Regions from separate parts of the Mus musculus genome. Here all the other regions are linked to region 3. Evidence: chromatin contacts called from public Hi-C, HiChIP or PLAC-seq and capture Hi-C data. All regions are on one chromosome and are shown on one strand. Each heading gives the region's core, a stretch centred on a gene start, on an enhancer-like site or on the middle of the called end of the contact. The rest is flanking DNA. Distances are from core to core; before and after follow the strand shown. Region 1 overlaps Snx29 (sorting nexin 29). Region 2 overlaps Gspt1 (G1 to S phase transition 1). Region 3 overlaps Snx29 (sorting nexin 29). Region 4 has its middle 28 kb from the start of Tnfrsf17.

Region 1 (2,700 bases), core at 69-2,568, 230 kb after region 3:
TAAAATAGGTAGTTCAGCCTCATCTGAATTTGCTGTCATCTTCTAGTTGTATTTTGTTCTAACAGTATTGACACACACACATTCTTACACTTAGAGACCATACTGGCCACGTGTATTCCCTCATTGCTTTTGAAAAAGACCAAGCTTTTATGTATGCTATTAAACTTTTATCAAAGTACACTTTGAGTAGCTATCACACTTTTATTTAAGGTTTTTAACTGGTAGTACTGTGTTTCAAAATGCATTCTAAGAGGCTGGAAATGTAGCTCACTTGACAGAGTGCTTGCTGAACATGCATAAAGGCCTAGCTTCCATTGCCAGTACTGCATAAATCAGCCCTGGAAAGGCAGAGTCAGGAGGATCAAAAGTTCAAGGTCATCCTCGTCTATATGGAGAACTCAAGGCCAGCCTGGGCTACATGAGAACCTATCTCAAAACAACACCACCACAAAATGGCTGTAGTGATGAATGGTGGCCCAGTTCTACCCCAGGTCCACGGGGCACGTTTGCCATCAATACCTTGAGTTTCACATCTGCAGGTTTTGGATGCAAAAGCAGGCACAGGTACTAGGTAGGTCTCACCTCTCCATGTTGGTGCCCTAGTTGAGTTAGGCTTGCATCTGAACCAGATCTGTCTCATAGATCTTTGCATAATGTAGAGAAAGTCAACTCATTCTCGAGAAGCATCTCAGAAGATGGCTCATTCCATCTTACGGAAGCTGAGGCTCTCAAGCTCACTCTCCACCTGTTGGCAGTGACAGCTCCTGTCAACTGCTTGTTGTATATTATCTAGGATAGTGCATGCTCTCTCACTCTCTTGCTCTCTTTAAAAATTGTTTTAAGATGCCTCCTTACATGGCCTTTTTCTGTAGCTAACATTGTTAAAATAGTTGAATAGTTTATATATTTTAACTTCTATAATCAAGGACACTTGAGATTTGGTTTTGGTTTATACTGGGGATGGAATACAGGGCCTTCTCCATGCTGGCAAATGCTCTACCACTGAGCTACCACCTGCTGCCTGAGGGATGATCTCTGGCAAACATTTTAGATGGTGTGGGCTTGTTGCTTCTAGGTAAATTTTGGCAAAAGGTTCCTTCTTAAAGGATGGCTTTTTTTTTTTGTTTTGTTTTTTAAGTGATCTCGGTACTTGCAGCCTCCTGCCTTCTGAATATGTTATATCAGCTCTTTCCAGCTACCTACAGAAAGTGATAGTCACAAAAACAGCAATGTGACACAAGAGCCCAGTCCAGTAAGACCTTGGACAAGTGAGGAACTTGGTGCTGCCTTGTGAGAGTGGAGTCTGCCCAGTGACAAGGCAGAAGTCTGTCTGCTTCCTGAATCTTCTGTACACAGAGCTCTCAGCTAACTGCTTCTAGAAAATCCCTCACAAGCACACCCAAAGGTGTGCCTCACCAATCTAGATGATTCTGAATCTGTCCATCACAGTGTATCTCAGAACTGATTTGCTCAGGACCTTGGGACTAGGAAGAAGGCAGGCTAACATTTGGTGTGAAGCCACTTAGGTCAAGACTCAGGCTCCCACTCACTCCTGCTCCTGTCTCCACAGCTGGGCTGCTCTCTCTCTTCAAGGCACACCTTCTAGTCTCTTCCAGCCTTCCTTACACGAAAGCCTCAGGACTCCACCTTTAGCTGGTTTCATTTTCATTTTCATTAGAGAACTGAACAGACCTGGCTTGTATCTGCTTCCTAGATGGAAGCTCCAATTCTTCTTTTCTTTTCTTTTCTTTTTTTTTTTGAAGGTGAACATAGTTTTATTTCATATTAACTTACAGTGTTCTCCACCTCACAGAATAGAGCCTATCCCACTATGTCCTCAAGCTAGAGACTCAGGGAATCATTCCTTTGCATCTATCTAGTTGATCCCCATGGCCCCAGATTTGTAACTTCCAATATTCTGAGACAATCCCTTCCTTCCTCTCTATTCCTTTCATGGCCTCGGCCGTGACCATACTTTTGCCTGAAGGCTATCGCAGCCTCCTACCTTAGTTCTGCTTCCTATGTTCTGTATCCTTTATAAGACCAACCAAGAAATCTCATAAGTTTGCACTCAGGCATAAAACTCCAATGGTTTCAAATGGCTGAAAAGTATATGGTAGCCTCTCTGAACCTGCACTGTAAGCCCATTTCCAAGCCTCAGTTTTTGCCACTAGCTCTCCCAAAATGTTCTTCTCATTGTTCCTGACATTCAAGCAGCTTGTGACTATGTTTTATATTTATATTGCTTACTCTATATATTTTTTAAGCACTCTGGGATTGAACTCAGATCTTATACAGGCTAGGCAAGCACCCTGTCACTGAGATACACCTCAACCCTTTTATTCATTCATTTATTTATTTATTTATTTATTTTTATTTTTATTTTTCCCACATTTTTATTACATATTTTCTTCATTTACATTTCAAATGCTATCCTAAAAGTCCCCTATATCTACCCCCACCCCCACCCTGCTCCCCTACCCACCCACACTCCCTCTTTTTGGCCCTGGAGTTCCCTTGTACTAGGGCATACAAAGTTTGCTATACCAAGGGGCCTATCTTCCAAATGATGGCGGACTAGGCCATCTTCTGCTACATATGCAGCTAGAGACACGAGCTTTGGGGGTATTGGTTAGTTCATATTGTTGTTCCTCCTATAGGGTTGCAGACCCCTGCAGCTAATTGGGTAATTTCTCTAGC
Region 2 (2,700 bases), core at 114-2,613, 200 kb before region 3:
AGACAATCCAGAAGAGCTCGTTACAGATGACTGTGAGCCATCATGTGGTTGCTGAGGTTTGAACTCAGGACGACCTTCAGGAGCAGCCGGTGCTCTTAACCGCTGAATCATCTCTCCAGCCCCTACCTGGTAAATTTTTACAGCATCTTGGAACTGTGAGATACTATAGTTGTAATGTACAAATGAGTCCCTCTGATACAGGTCATGTGGCATGTCACAAATACTCAGGACAAAGGCACTGAAATTAAGTTTTAACAACCATGAAGATGATCTTTACCTGAGCATCAAATGTGCGTCCAGAATGACAAAGATTATTAAGATCACAAAGGATGAATCCTGGAAGAATCTCTTCCTCTTCAATTCCTTTCAGTCTGATTTTGAGGTTTTCACCTGGAGCTACAGAGTCCGTTTCTACATCATCAGAAAGTATTCCAAGAACTTCCACGTTGTGCTTAAAAAGAAACCAAAGTTGGAAGTTTTCTGACACATGCACATTTTATAAGATATAAAATTACCTTGATGCTTATTAAGAAGCTACAAATCTAAAAGTCAAAATAAAGATAAAATATTTTAGCCAGAAATAAACTTTTGAGGAAAAGAAAGGGGGTCAATCTTGGCTTGTCAGACAAGCACTCTGCCGCCTGCTGCGGTTGCAGATGTCACAATTTGTTGTTTTTAAACAACACATTCTAACAACTTCTAAGTAGAATACAGAACAAACTTCATTTTCAGAATGAAACCATTGTAATGATTAGTACTGTCAACCTGACAAGATCTAGAATCACTAAGAGGTAAATGCCCAGGTGCACCTGTGAGGGTCAGTCCCTGGGCACGCTTGCACACAATTCCCTTAAGCTAACTGATGTGGGAAGAATCCGCTTTACTGTGGCCGAGGTCATTCTGAGCTGGGAGAAAGTGAGCGGAGCGCTAGTGTTTATCCTCCTCTGTTCACAAATGCATTGTGATAGATCAGTGCCTTCGAACTTCTGTGGCTTTGACTTTCCTGCCTTGATGGACTGTACCCTTTAACTAAGAAGAGCTGAAATAAAGCCTTGGTCCTTTGAGTTGCTTCGCTCAGCTCCCCAAAACTATTGATTTTAAGCATGAGTGTTTTACCCACATGTGTGCCTGGTGCCTGAAAGGTCAGAAGTGGTAACATCAGATGCCCTGGAACTGGAGAGATGTTTCACTGGGAGCCACTGTGTCACTGTTGGGAAATGAACCCAGGTCGTCAGCAAGAGCAAGAAAGAGCTCCTTAACCACTAAACCATCTCTCCAGCCTCATTGCTTTGGTTTTAGAAAATTACTTTCATTTATATATAGGTGTGTGCTCATCTCTGTGTGAAGAGTGCCGTGTATTGCATGAATCAAGTTCCCTTTAAGAGCTGAGTCACCTCTCCAGCCTCTTCCTTGAGTTGTTTCTCTCAGAGTATTTTATCAACCACAGGAAACTAAGACAAACATCAAATTTAATAACTGGATTTTTAACTCTCTTAAATTTAAATTTCAGAATTCAAGAATTTTTCCCCCACAGCAGGTCAATCCTCAATTAAGGAGGTATTTACCTAGAAAGCATTAAAAACATCAATTTGTTTCTTGGTATAATTTTATAATACATCAAATAAAAATCATCAAATCTAGCTTTAAACCCATTAACAGGATTTGTTTGTTTTTACTGTATATCTGGTTTGGGCGTGGGTAGGTGTTGGTGTGCATGGTACATATGGAACAGAGGTCAGAGGACAACTGTGGAGTGTTTCTCTCCTTTTTCTTTATGTGGATTCTAGGTATCAAGGGTCAAATCTTTTATATAATGAGTCATCCTGCCAGCCCTTAAATATTTTTTTGTTTTTGTTTTTATGGTTTGGAGACAGGGTTTCTCTGTATAGCCCTAGAACTCACTCTGTAGACCAGGCTGGCCTCAAACTCAGAAATCAGTCTGCCTCTGCCTCCTGAGTGCTGAGATTAATTAATTTTTTAAGTTACCTAAGGACCTCAAAGCACTTTATAACCTACTATGACCTTGAATTCCAGAATGTCCTCCCTATGCCTCCCAAGTGCTGAGATTACAGATTTGCACTACCACACCCAGCTGTGAAAAATTGTAAAGTACATTTTTAAAAAAGCTTTATTTATATTGATGTGTATACCAAGTGAGTACAGGTGCCCAGAAAACCCAGAGAACATTATGGAACCAGAGACAAGAAGATTTGTAAGCTGCCCAAATTGCTGGAACTAAATTCCGGTACTCTGCAACAGCAGCAAGCACTCAGTCATCAACCCAACTCTTGACCCCCTAAAATTTACTGTCTTTAAGCATAAAGCTGGTAGTAGTAAGGTCATAAATGAACGGGTGAAGTTAACACTGCTAAGCAATTCAAAACTGGACTCTTCTCATGTTGCAAATGTGAAATTACACATAGTCAATAAACAACAATACATTATCTCTAAGCACTTCACCATACCATTATTTCTAGGGATCTCACATAAAGGGCTGGGACTATAACTCAGTGGCAGAATGAATGCCTGCTCAGCACATACAAGCCCTTCGGTTCAACTTCCAGCACCACAAATATAAACACAAATAATCTCTGATTTTTTGTAGTTGGCTTTCACTTTACATAATGCCTTCGTTAGTTTGTCCGTGTTGGAGCATGTTATAGTTTTCTTTTCTTGAAAGGATAGTGGCATTATTTTTTA
Region 3 (2,700 bases), core at 80-2,579:
AGTGATCAAGGAATGCAAGCCCTGGCCTTGGGGTCTCCTGCTGCGTATGGACAAGCCAGTGCTATTATTCACATTAGAAATTGATTGTAGATATGCATGCAGTCCAGTTACCTGCCCGCATTATGCTCTCTGAGCCTCTCTGAGCACCAGCCTGCTTACAGGGGGATGCTGGAACCTGTTGTTATGGCATTTCTATATTCACTGATAATGCATAACCTGCCTCTCTGTGTGTCCTCATTTAAAGGCATCTTGTTTAGAATCTACAAGAGATGTAGCTCAGCTGTAGGAGAATGCTTGCATAGCATGCATAGAGCTCTGGGTTTGATCCCCAGCACCATATAAAACTTGGGAAGCGAAGACAGAAGGATCAGAAGTTCAAAATCATCTTTGGTCACTGTACTGGCTAGTTTTGTGTCGACTTGACACAGCTGGATTATCACAGAGAAAGGAGCTTCAGTTGAGAAAATGCCTCCATGAGATCCAACTGTAAGGCATTTTCTCAATTAGTGATCAAGGGGGAAAGGCCCCTTGTGGGTGGGACCATCTCTGGGCTGGTAGTCTTGGCTCTATAAGAGAGCAGGCTGAGCAAGCCAGGGGAAGCAAGCCAGTAAAGAACATCCCTCCATGGCCTCTGCATCAGCTCCTGCTTCCTGACCTGCTTGAGTTCCAGCCCTGACTTCCTTGGCTATGAACAGTGGTTTGGAGGTGTAAGCTGAATAAACCCTTTCCTCCCCAACTTGCTTCTTGGTCATGATATTTTGTCCAGGAATAGAAACCCTGACTAAGACAGTCACATAGAAAATTCCAGCCCAGGATCCATGAGAGACCATCAGAAACAAACACTGTTGACTTGTTGACATTGGACAGTGATATTTCATGCTTGTCTGAATGAAGCTTACATAATATGTGGGGCCCTTGTACTGGGAACATGGACCTGGAGACTATTCTAACTAGGGAAAGTGACAATACAAACCATAAGAATGTGACAAAGTAGACTACTGAAAGGACGTGTGTTCACGCGTGTGTACACGAGTTGGAAGAGGAAGGCAGTGGTTTCCTGTCTGACCCAGCTGCACACATGCCCACTGAGTGACTAACTCTTCCCTCGTGAGTGAGCGGCTTCCAGAGGGTGTTTGGATTGGTTTTGGAGTTACCAGTAAATTTCAGACATCTGCTGAGCAGCTTCATTGTTTTTCCAGTAGATTCCTGGGGAAACGTTTTGCCTGAGAGTGTTGTGAACACTGAAGTTGCATTTTGGGATGAGTGTAACTTCCTTCTGTCTACTTCCTCCCAGTAGGGAAGCCAGTTCTCCAGGCCAAGGAAGTCCTCTGAGCAGCTTGCTACCTTCTGCCTCAGTGCCTGAGTCCATGACAGTCCGTAAGTACTCTCAGAGGCTGGCATGTGTGCCAGCAGGGCACCTGTGCTTATCCTGTGCAGGTGTGGGCTTTGAAGTGAGCATGAAGTTAGTGAGTGTTTGCTTTCTGTGCACCTGATCGTGGTATCGCTGTAAGCTTCCAGACTATGGCCGGATTGTGGTGCATGGGGGTGAATCTGCTAAAGGATGCAAGGAACCTTCTGTGCCTTGCGGTTTCTAAGCTACCTTCTGTGTGCAGCCAGAGTAAGGCTGTCTTCTGACTTTCCTTGTGACTCTGGACAAATCAGTTTTGCTGATGACATATTCTAATGACAGGTGGTGCAAATCATTTCCAGCTTCAGAGGGAAGTATTAGGGACACGGCAATGAAGAGTGTGTGTGTGATGGCCCGCACCCACACCCACACCCACACCAGCAATTGTTTAACAAGATAGATGTTCAATGACTAGGTCAGTTGGGATTGGGGCCGGTGCCCTGACTGGGGTTGGCAGAGTGGGCTAGCATGAGACTCCATGGTCATCAGAGGCCAGGGCTCTTCCTTTTCCTGACTAGCTGTTGTCTTTGCTTTCTGAGCTCTGGCCATTTCGTTCCTACCCCTAATGGCAGGAAGGAGAGGGGCAGAGGGCAGGCTTTCTGTTTCCATATCACATTCAGAGATCAACACTTGGATAGTGTAAAAATTATGCCTTTTTTCCTCATCAGCCTTTGGGTAAAAATTAACATTTCCTTCAAACACCAAAGTACAACAAACCTTGAGCCCATAGTGGTGATGTCAGATGGAGAGTAACTTTATCCAGAGAAGTTCCAGGCCCCTTTAACATCACCCCAGGATGCCATTTCTGCTTGGAAATGCATTAGTTATCTGAGGTGACATAGAAACTTCCACACGGATCTCCTAGATCTCCAAGCCTGGACCTTTCTGTTTACGTGAACACTCTCCAGAGCCATGTTCCCTATGAGCTGAGGTTTCCCACAGTCCTCTGGCTGCAGAGCAGGAACTGCTAGTGTGAGTTCTGTTGCTGTGCAGGGCTGAACAGATACTTAGGTCTATGTGAGGACGACTTGTCTGTCACCTTCTCCTAGTGGCCAGGCATGGTTCCCAGAGCCCTTCTCAGCCTCTCTCCAGTGTGGGGTATGGAGCAGGTGAATTGGTTCTCTGGGGGCTGCCATGGATCTTGCCTCTGAGCCTCCCAAGCCATTTCCATCCCTGACAAAGCCACCAGCTTGGTCAGTTCCTTTCCCATGAGGACATTCTTGTGATACCTCTGAGCTGTGCCTGCAGCAGGGACTCAGCCCGTTTTATTTTCATTCATCTCTTTTTTTTAG
Region 4 (2,700 bases), core at 6-2,505, 130 kb before region 3:
TTGATTCTCTCCTTCTACCTAAAAGGTCCTGGAAACAAACCTCAGGTGACCTGACTTAGTAACAATTGCTTCTACCTTCTCAGTCATCTTGCTGGCCCTCAAAACACTGTGGACTAAATGAACCATATCCTCTCTCTGTCTTAGTTGTGGCAAACATGGTTTCCCCATTTAGCCTATCACTGCGGTGATCTTCAGTGGTAAACCTGTGAGTAGCTCCACTTGCTTTCCTGAGATGGGCCCCGTTTATCAAGATAATTATGGTTGAGCTGTTTCTTTTCAGAAGATATGTGGAAGCTCCAATTCCTTCCTGTGGACCTGCCATTGTGACTTGTCACTTCATTTGCAGTTTTCTTAGATAATATCAAGTTAAGGTGAGGCCATTAGGACAGGGTCTAATCTAGTATGACTGGCTTTCTTGTGAGAGACAAACACTTGTGAAGGGGTGTGCTGCATAGCTCAGTGGGAGAGTACTTTCCTGGCCTGTGTTGGATCTGACATTGACTCCAATACGACAAAGACAAAACAAACCATAACTATGGAAGAAAAACACTCCATGTGAGAATCAATGAGCCCATGACAAGAACAAGGAACCAGAGAGGCAGAGCTTGCTCCCCACCAGCTCAGAGGGACGCTAATGCCTACCGGCACCACACTGAAGTGTTGTGGTACACAGTCCCCCAGGGCTTGCTTGAAGCTGTGAACAGTACTGATGCAGTACATGCTGGGCGTTTTCACACATACCTATTGTTAAAGTTTAACTTACAAAATAGGGACAAGGATGAACAATAAATGACAGTAAGACAACCATGTGTGCTAATGGGGTTATATGAATATGGTCTCTTTCAAAATATGTTCTTGCCCTTTTGCCTTTTCTCTTAAAGAGAATAGTATGGCAGCTTGTTGTCATGTGTGAGATAACAGCACCAGCATTCTTGCTCTTAGGGACCATTGATAATGAAAGTGTTAGGTGAACAAGCATTGTAATGCTGTGGTGGTCAGTCAGATTGGGAAGGCTATTAAGTAACCCGTGGGCAGCTCATTACACAGCACGGATACACTTGACAGAGTCATATTTGGGGCAACACCTGGATTATGTCACATTAAGCTCATCAAAATGGCCTGTAATTTAGAATTTATACTTGCTTCTGGAATTTCCATTTAATATTTTCCACAATTGACCATGAGTCACTGTTCTGGAAAGTGAAACCATGAGTGAAACCATGAGTCAGGAGGGGCTTTTCTACTATATGTATTATTTTGCGTGTGTGTGTGTGTCTGTGTGTGTGTGTGTGTGACAACTTTCAGGAGTTGGTTCTTTCCTTATAGCACCTTAATTCTGGGGACTGAGCTGTAGTCATCTGGCCCGACAGCAAGAGCCTTAACTGCTGAGTCATCTTCCCAGCCCTATACTGTAGCCTTAAAACCTGTTAGATTTACTTAGAATACTGTATTTAGGACTTTAGCTTTTCTTCTCATAAGAAAATTAGTCTTACTAGTCTCTTATTTTTTTTTAATCTCATTTTGGAATCAAGAATAGACATATATTGTATGCTATGGATAGCTTTAGAATCCACTTGCAAGGTCATCTATCTGGGCCAGGAATTCTTTGTTTTGGAGGTATTGGTACTTTTCTGAGTCTTCTTTGTATCCCTGGATGGCCTAGAACTGAGGATGGTCTTGAACTTCCGGATCACCTATTTTCCCAGCTGGGCCTGCTTTATGGCTGGGCCTGCTTTATGTAGTGCCAAGGATCCGACCCAAGGCTTTGTGAGTGCTAGGCCAACACTTTACTAAGGGAAGCACTACCTGTCCTATAATTTTATTTTTAATTATTAATCTGAAAAGTTTTATTTGGGAACAAGTGTGGTGGTGGCACACTTCTTTAATCTCAGCACTTGGAAGGCAGAGGCAGCTGAATTTCTGTGAGTTTGAGGCCAGCCAGGGCTACACAGTGAAACCCTGTCTTTAAAAAGCAAACTAAGGCCAGGCGTGGTGGCACACGCCTTTAATCCCAGCACTTGGGAGGCAGAGGCAGGCAGATTTCTGAGTTTGAGGCCAGCCTGGTCTACAAATGAGTTCCAGGACAGCCAGAGCTACACAGAGAAACCCTGTCTCGAAAAACCAAAAAAAAAAAAAAAAAAAAGCAAACTAAGGAGATACATTTGGTTGCCTTGAGGCCTTGCTGAGTAGTACACCTGATCATTTTAAAAATGATCATGTGTGAGTATGACAGGAGCCTGTATGGAGCTTGGAGGATGATCGTCAGGAGTTGGTCCCACACTCTCCCTGGCTGAGAGGGTTTCTGTCACCATGCAGTATTCTTCATGCTAGCAGCCTGTGAGTTTCTGGCTAGTGCTTCTGTACACACACATACACACACCTTGTCTCACTGTAAGAGTTTTGGATTTACATACGTGTGACTCTGTATGGGGCTTTTATATTGGTTCTTGAGACAGAACTCAGGTGTGAGGCTTGGTTGCAAACAAGTTTTCCTGTGGATTCATCTCCCTGGCCAGTTTGTTTTTGAGACAGGAGCTCCCTAAGGAACTCTGACTTAAGCTGGGTGTGGTGGCACATGCCTTTAATCCCAGCACTCGAGAGGCAGAGGCAGGCAGATTTCTGAGTTCGAGGCCAGCCTGGTCTACAGAGTGAGTTCCAGGACAGCCAGGGCTGTACAGAGAAACCGTGTCTCAAAAAACC

What was found. A called contact is a pair of places that touch in the nucleus more often than the background predicts. HiChIP or PLAC-seq counts read pairs in DNA pulled down with a chosen protein or histone mark. Capture Hi-C pulls out chosen DNA fragments and counts their contacts.
Region 1: a Hi-C map of hematopoietic stem and progenitor cells shows a contact between it and region 3, with 2.2 times the contacts expected there. The contact joins two enhancer-like sites. A contact is called at or near these places in 6 of 484 Hi-C or Micro-C datasets (bone marrow-derived macrophages, centroblasts, group 2 innate lymphoid cells and 3 more), 3 of 115 datasets of contacts at active chromatin or transcription factors (T-cell acute lymphoblastic leukemia, bone marrow-derived macrophages and effector CD8 T cells) and 1 of 9 other capture datasets (liver).
Region 2: a contact with region 3 is called in an H3K4me3 HiChIP or PLAC-seq map of bone marrow-derived macrophages, with 4 times the contacts expected there. The contact joins two enhancer-like sites. A contact is called at or near these places in 15 of 39 promoter capture datasets (the C10 cell line, the HPC-7 cell line, HPC-7-derived erythroid cells and 10 more), 2 of 15 datasets of contacts at CTCF or cohesin (embryonic stem cells and pro-B cells), 75 of 484 Hi-C or Micro-C datasets (3T3-L1-derived adipocytes, the AML12 cell line, the AtT-20 cell line and 44 more), 5 of 115 datasets of contacts at active chromatin or transcription factors (bone marrow-derived dendritic cells, bone marrow-derived macrophages, embryonic stem cells and 1 more) and 5 of 9 other capture datasets (adipose tissue, embryonic tail, liver and 2 more).
Region 4: a contact with region 3 is called in a capture Hi-C map of bone marrow-derived macrophages, with 7 times the contacts expected there. The contact joins two enhancer-like sites. A contact is called at or near these places in 2 of 39 promoter capture datasets (the C10 cell line and frontonasal cranial neural crest), 2 of 15 datasets of contacts at CTCF or cohesin (embryonic stem cells and pro-B cells), 10 of 484 Hi-C or Micro-C datasets (the AML12 cell line, the G1E-ER4 cell line, the N1E-115 cell line and 6 more), 3 of 115 datasets of contacts at active chromatin or transcription factors (embryonic stem cells and microglia) and 5 of 9 other capture datasets (adipose tissue, bone marrow-derived macrophages, liver and 2 more).

What each region holds. Positions count from the first base shown.
Region 1 is chr16:11,651,568-11,654,267 of GRCm38.p6, forward strand. All of the region lies in intron 16 of Snx29 (sorting nexin 29), which reads left to right. Among named protein-coding and RNA genes, the nearest start is that of Gm32100, 69 kb to the left of the region's middle. Within about 2 kb of position 1,319, at least 58 of the 459 cell types and tissues checked have an H3K27ac peak or open chromatin away from gene starts, as enhancers often do. A contact at or near this core is called in bone marrow-derived macrophages and hematopoietic stem and progenitor cells, where this site is marked.
Region 2 is chr16:11,224,143-11,226,842 of GRCm38.p6, forward strand. Gspt1 (G1 to S phase transition 1) reads right to left here. Exons shown (of 15, transcript NM_146066.2): 12 at 278-451. It overlaps 2610020C07Rik (RIKEN cDNA 2610020C07 gene), which reads left to right. Exons shown (of 3, transcript NR_038156.1): 3 at 1-1,654. Among named protein-coding and RNA genes, the nearest start is that of 2610020C07Rik, 22 kb to the left of the region's middle. Within about 2 kb of position 1,364, at least 9 of the 459 cell types and tissues checked have an H3K27ac peak or open chromatin away from gene starts, as enhancers often do. A contact at or near this core is called in bone marrow-derived macrophages, where this site is marked.
Region 3 is chr16:11,419,407-11,422,106 of GRCm38.p6, forward strand. Snx29 (sorting nexin 29) reads left to right here. Exons shown (of 21, transcript NM_028964.4): 11 at 1,298-1,377. Among named protein-coding and RNA genes, the nearest start is that of Snx29, 98 kb to the left of the region's middle. Within about 2 kb of position 1,330, at least 53 of the 459 cell types and tissues checked have an H3K27ac peak or open chromatin away from gene starts, as enhancers often do. A contact at or near this core is called in bone marrow-derived macrophages and hematopoietic stem and progenitor cells, where this site is marked.
Region 4 is chr16:11,284,891-11,287,590 of GRCm38.p6, forward strand. No RefSeq gene overlaps it. Among named protein-coding and RNA genes, the nearest start is that of Tnfrsf17, 28 kb to the right of the region's middle. Within about 2 kb of position 1,256, at least 43 of the 459 cell types and tissues checked have an H3K27ac peak or open chromatin away from gene starts, as enhancers often do. A contact at or near this core is called in bone marrow-derived macrophages, where this site is marked.